Linked DNA regions of Sus scrofa: region 1 is linked to region 2. A link is a contact called in public Hi-C data. All regions are on one chromosome and are shown on one strand. The core of a region is the stretch at or near the end of the contact, and the rest is flanking DNA. Distances in the headings are between cores, read along the strand shown. Region 1 has its middle 19 kb from the start of FAM8A1. Region 2 overlaps RBM24 (RNA-binding protein 24).

Region 1 (2,975 bases), core at 113-2,612, 220 kb after region 2:
CTCGGTGGCCTCATTTTTTTAACTCATAAGTCAATAAGCATAATGGGAAGTCTTCCCATGAAGATAACAGTTCTGTAGATTTGTTTGGGAAGACTGTACTTTCCTGCTTATGGTCCCTATGGGGCATAATCGTGCCCACACATGATGAATGGTACCCATCCCTCGCAGGAGCGAGCTAATGACACCTGTTCCCCAGCAGCCTGCACTGCATGCAGCTGATAGTATAACACCCCCTGCTGCAGCTTAAAAGCTATAGAGAAAATATCAGAGTTAGGCAGAGTTAAGTCAGTTCCAGGAGAGTAACTGCCTTCTGCAATCAAGCGTGATGAAATCTATGATCCCGGGGTTCCCATCGTGGCTCAGTATCCACAAACCTACCTCAGTATCCCTGAGGGTTCGGGTTTTATCCCTGGCCTCACTCAATGGGTTGGGGATCTGGTGTTGCCGTGAGCTGTGGTGTAGGTCACAGATGCAGCTCAGTTCCTGCGTTGCTGGCACCTGAAGGTCAGATTCGACCCCTAGCCTGGGAACTTCCATATGCCGCACGTACTGCCCTAAAAAGCAAAAATAATAATAGTAATAATAATAATAGCTATAGATATATGATCCTAGAGTACCCTGGGGGCCTAGAAGTTAAGGATCCAGTGTTATCACTGCTGTGGTGTGGGTTCCATCCCTGACCTGGGAACTTCCACATGCCGTGGGCGTGTGGAAAAAAATCTATGATCCTTTGTGGATATTACAGACATTGTTATTTCGTAGAAGCCATGTCTAATATGTATCTTCAGGAAAATGACATAAATGAATGGCAATATGAAGTAAAGTAGGTGTAAGTTATATGTATTCTCCATATCCTGGGATAGAGAAAAACTGGATAATATACCCAGGAGTTTCCTCCACCATTATGACTCTCATTTCTTTAGCTCTGACTGTAATGGCAAACTCAAACATATTTTTATATTTATCTGGCTAATCTAAGCAAAAAGAAATTAATTGTATAGGCCTATTGAAAAAGAAATAATATTTGAAAACCTAAGATAGCCAAATCCCCTGTCCAAACTAACTGAATAAGTGGTTGGTACTTCATGCTTAATCACAGCTAATATGCAATCCTCTGGAGAATTTAAAGAGAATATTTTCATGTAAGCCCATTTGGTGGATATGGAACTCGAGATGTCCCATCATTACCACCTAAAATCTGGTTCCCTCCACAGTTAGCAAAATGTTCTCTCCTATGTTAGCATCTAAAATAATTACATCACCAATGTGGCCTACATTTTGCAGGCTGTTTCTACCAACTGGCTAGACAACTATTTTCTCAAATTAATTTCATACTCCATAGTTTACAGAAATAAGTCCCTCTTCAACATCCACCAGACAGAATATATTTCCAATAGGACCCCAGGGGGAAAAAAGCTCAGACTTCATTAACACTTCAGAAAAGGAATCAGAGAGCTTTGGCATGGGAATCAGAAGAGCTGGTTTCCATTCTGGATCTGCCACTAACCAGAGATATGCCCATTTGACAAATACCTGTGACACTTTTAAAGACATGTAATTCTGGAGTTTCCATTGTGGCTCAGCGGTAACAAACCTGACTGGTATCCATGAGGACTCCAGTTCCATCCCGGGCCCCACTCAATGGGTTAAGGCTCCGGCAGTGCTGTGAGCCTCAGCGTAGCTTGGAGACATGGATCAGATGTGGCGTTGCTGTGACTATGGCTTAGGTCATCAGCTGCAGCTCTGATTAGACCCCTAGGCTGGGAACTTCCATAGGCAGTGTCAAAAAAAAAATTAAATTAAAATTAAAAACAAAAAAGAGCAGCAGAGACAGAAGCAAATCAATGCATTTCGTGTTCATTTGTACCAACACTTGAGAGTTCATAAATATCTGTTCTTTGACGTTCAGAATAGTTTTGCACGGCTGAGTGGATCCAGGCCGATCCTCCCTCCCTTGACCTTTCTGCGCGTTGATACACTTTCCAGCTTCGCACAACGGGCGCGCTCTCTCTGGCCTCTTTCCTCCCTTATGTCACAGTCATTTTCCTCACACACGCTACCAATGTTCGGCTTTTTATTGCATGCTCTCCATACCTAAAAAGCTTTCCCCTCACCTCCAATTCTCATATTTCCCAAGTCAACTCGAATCCTAACCTAAACCTAAAATAGTCCATTCTTTTAATGGAATTTCCTGGGCACCGTATGTGTAGGTACATGTGACTCAGAGCTCTTCCATATACATTACGGGGAGCCAGTCCGTGGTCCTTGGTGTGTGTTAGTGTAAGTCGGAGAAGACAGCATGGATGATTTTTAAGATGCTCGGGTTCTGCAGTCGGCTTTGGAGAGTGTGCTGGAGAGCTTAGCTTTGGAAATTCCTCCACCTACTGGCTGCCTGAAGTCGCTTTGCGCTCTACGGTGTTGTGCCTTGAGTCTGCCTATTTTCAAGAATAGCACGTACCTTAGGCGAAGGCTGACACATTGATAAATCATTTTGAATTCCTAAACGAAAAAGTTCTATGATGAAGAAAGTGTATTCTTACGCTGTACAATATTTAAAAGCAGATGATAAATTTCTTAATGCTGCTTGGCGACCACTGGAGGGCAGAAAAGCATCATAAAACAATTCCCTCCAAGTTTGGCTAGAGAAGGAAAGGAGGCCTTGCATGTGAATTTCTAGAAGTTAGAAATAAAATTTTTTTCTACATTTAATCCTTCATGTGGTGCATTGAACATATTTTCAGATGAAATCTCTGGTGGTGGTGACACTTTTTTTTTTCCAAATTGTTTTCTGTCAGTATATCAGGTCAAACAAACCTTTATTCTAAAGTATACTTTAAAAACCAATTTGCCATCAGGAGGTGGGTTGGTCAAATACTACTACTAGAAATAATTGAAATGGAGTTCCTATCGGGGCTCAGCATCCATGAGAACGCGGGTTTGATCTCTGGCTTCGCTCAGTGGGTTAAAGATCCAGT
Region 2 (3,238 bases), core at 347-2,846:
AATTATCACCGTAATTATTTGATGAAGGGACTGTTACTGTCCTTTCCATGGGTGAAAAGGCTGATATGCAGAAGAAAGTTAATTAATTTTCCACGTGGGCTATTCAGGCAAAGAGTCTGGTTCTAGGTTCAGAATCACGCTCTGCCTGACCTCAAAAAGCATCCTCTTTCCTTTGTGTCAAGCTGTAGCCAAAAAGACACAATTCCACTCTCTCTTGTAATCTAGTAAGAAAAGTGAGACGCATCCAGAAGGGCTGTCCATATGGCTTCAGATAAGGCAGAGAGACATCAGGTTGGTGGGATCCAGGAAGTCTTCATGAAGGAGGAAAAAGCTGACCTAGATTTTAAAGCATGAGGGAGGCGAGGAAGCTCTTGCAATGAGTATATTCCTCACTGTAGACTCTTCACCTGGATATTTTTAGTTTAATGCACAGCAATTCAGGGTTGGAAATATGTTAGGTTCAGGTCACTCATGAGAAATATGTGAGACGAAAAGGTGAAGAAAATTCCTGGAGGCTTTACACATAGTGAGTGGTAGAGCTAGAATGATGGGATTAGAATTTCAACAGGTAGAGATGGAGTGACGGGCACCCCTGGCAGAGGGGTGAGCCAAGGTGAGGCTCTAGGAGTGTGCGGGGTATCCAGAAGACACTGAGGAGCCCAGCGGACTTGGGTTCAAGGAAAGGGAGAAGAGATACTGCAAAAGGTATGTTGGAACCAGAAGTATAAAAGGCCTGGCATGCCAACGTTTGAGCAGTTTGGAGTTGCTGGTGGTTCAGTGGGTTAAGGATTTGGCGTTGTCACTGCTGTGGCTCTGGTTATCCGCTGTGGCATGGGTTGATCCCTGGCCCAGGAACTTCCGCATGCTGTGGGCGCAGCAAAAAAAAAAAAAATAATAATAATAATAATAATAATAAATTTACACTTGGTTTGATACGATTTTAGGGACCTAGATTACTTTGAACAAAGGACTGAGATGAAGCCTGGGTCAGCAGTTTATGTGAGAAGCTGGAAGAGGGAACCCATTAGGATGTCAGAAGTCTCAAAAAGGAGTCCTGTTGTGGCTCAGTGGGCTACAAACCCGACTAGTATCCGTGAGGATTTGGATTTGATCCCTGGCCTCGCTCAGTGGGTTAAGGACCCAGCATTGCCGTAGCTGTGGTGTCGGCCGGCGGGCAGCTGCAGGTCCGATTCACCCCTAGCCTGGAAATCCATATGCCACATGTGCGGCCCTAAAAAGCAAACAAAGGAAAAAAAAAAAAAAGTCACAGAAAGATGTCAGAGGGACCTGAAGCGATGGGACGAAAAGGAGAACGCGGTCCATTTTCTTTGAAAATCGCCCAGAGCGTCTGCTTTGCTCTTGTGCTTTTGTTACTGCTACGCATGTACCTTCTGTGATTTACCGAGGAAAAGAAGGTTGGTAGATCTCCAGTAGAAGGGAGGTTCCGAACGGCCTTGTGGGTTCCTTGGACTATTAAAAGAACTCAAACAGGAATTGCTTCAGAAGTGCCGCCTCGCCCTTTAGTCCATTTCTGCCTCCCTTCCTGCACTGAGATATTTTCGTCTCTCCATGGTCTTCTGAGCTCTCCTTTCCCTAAGCCTTCAAACAACTCTAGGGTTTCGTTTGCCTTCCAGATGGCCTCCTACCCCTTGCCAGACTCCGTGGAGGTTTCTGATATTCCCAGGAACCGTATACTCTCACTGGTTGGCCTTCGCAAAGGCAAACTCTTCCTGTGGAATCAATGCAGAGATAAGAGTCCTGTAAGAGGCCCTATCTGTCCCGGAAAGCCATCTTCTCACACACGCAATTTTATCCTGCCTTGTGTAGGCTAAACTGACTGTGCGTTACCACCTCTCTTCAGAGATACCAGCCTAGCAACCATTATGTTGTCTTTGCAACTTCAGGAGCACAGGGGTTAATGTTGCGCTATCAGTGAGGTTCACACTGGCTGGCCTTTGCAGCTGATAGATGTTTTACTTTGGCCTTATAAAGACATTTTACCCGCTGGAAACCCTTGTCGCATGACAGGATCAAAAATAGCCCGGCTGCAGCCCTTGCTGTCCATCACCACATGCAAACTGGCAGGAGCGGAGGCTCTCTTAGCCGCGTCTGCACATCATGGACAGGGCCGGCCTCCAGGGCCAGTGTTTCATAAAGCCACACCTGTCGTTGTGAGCGAGCCAGTCACCTGACCTGCAGGGAAGTTCTGAGTTGTGTGCATGACCAGGCATCTGGTTTCTGACAAGCAACTGAGAACATCTCTAAGTGTCCTCAGAAACACTTGATGACGTTGTTTCTCCTGGCACTGGGAAAGATCTACAAGTCTAGTAAAAATGGAGTGTATTTTTATCATCAGGGTCAAGGTTCGCCACCCGCTGTGATAAATTCATCTTTTCCATGGATGTCCGTTTCATGGGTGCTTTCAGTAAAACTCTGAAAAGGCAAAGCAAAATTTATGTTCACGAAATCTGAACATGGAGTTCTCTGTTCGGAGTTCTTTAAAATTTGAAGATGGTACTTGTGCTTGTATTTCTTATAAGTTGCTTTGGCAACAACCAGATGGCATTATAGTGTGATATTTTTAGAAATCCAGGGGGTTTTGATGGAGATTATTCTAAAGAAGGATGAAAATAAATCAGATACTCACGGTAGTGTTTTAACTGGGCAGTTATGAATCGCAAGAGAACTGAGATGCATGGTTTTTTTCCAAATGCCTCTTGCGATTTATTTTTTTTTTAACAAAATTAACCTTTACGTAAGGTCGTTGGAGTGTGTCTTGTATGTAACCTCTGAATATGTAATTGTAAAAGGAACTTGGTTTTGTTTCACTTTCTAGAACTTTTGCAGGATAATACATAATAGAATTGATTTGTATAAAATCTCTACCCGTAGGGAAGATTTAAAACAGCTATGCTAATAAATCTGTTTCTGTTGAGTTAGAGGATAAGAGGTAGTTGATGCGCCACAAGAAATGTTTCCTTACGCTTATTATTATGTAACCTTTTAAAGTTGATATTAATTTTAGAAATATTTAGTTCTGTTCCCCTGTCGCTACCTTTTCCCTCAACCTCATCATTTCCCCAAAACCCCTTCTGTCTGTCTTGCATAGAGATAAACAAGCTGGCTGACCTTCGGTTGCCTGATAGTCAAACAGGTTTGATTGACCCTTGTGTCCTTATGAATTTAATGGAGAAAAAAGAAAGAAAGAAAGACAAAAAGCGTGCTGCACATCTCTTTG

Evidence for each region. Hi-C and Micro-C count contacts between places; a contact is called where the count stands out from the background.
Region 1: a contact with region 2 is called in a Hi-C map of fetal heart ventricle, with 7 times the contacts expected there. The contact joins two enhancer-like sites. A contact is called at or near these places in 5 of 47 Hi-C or Micro-C datasets (embryonic fibroblasts, fetal heart ventricle, fetal skeletal muscle and 1 more) and 1 of 2 datasets of contacts at active chromatin or transcription factors (skeletal muscle).

What each region holds. Positions count from the first base shown.
Region 1 is chr7:13,357,514-13,360,488 of Sscrofa11.1, forward strand. No RefSeq gene overlaps it. Among named protein-coding and RNA genes, the nearest start is that of FAM8A1, 19 kb to the right of the region's middle. Within about 2 kb of position 1,363, at least 3 of the 83 cell types and tissues checked have an H3K27ac peak or open chromatin away from gene starts, as enhancers often do.
Region 2 is chr7:13,133,240-13,136,477 of Sscrofa11.1, forward strand. All of the region lies in intron 3 of RBM24 (RNA-binding protein 24), which reads left to right. Among named protein-coding and RNA genes, the nearest start is that of RBM24, 8.3 kb to the left of the region's middle. Within about 2 kb of position 1,597, at least 10 of the 83 cell types and tissues checked have an H3K27ac peak or open chromatin away from gene starts, as enhancers often do.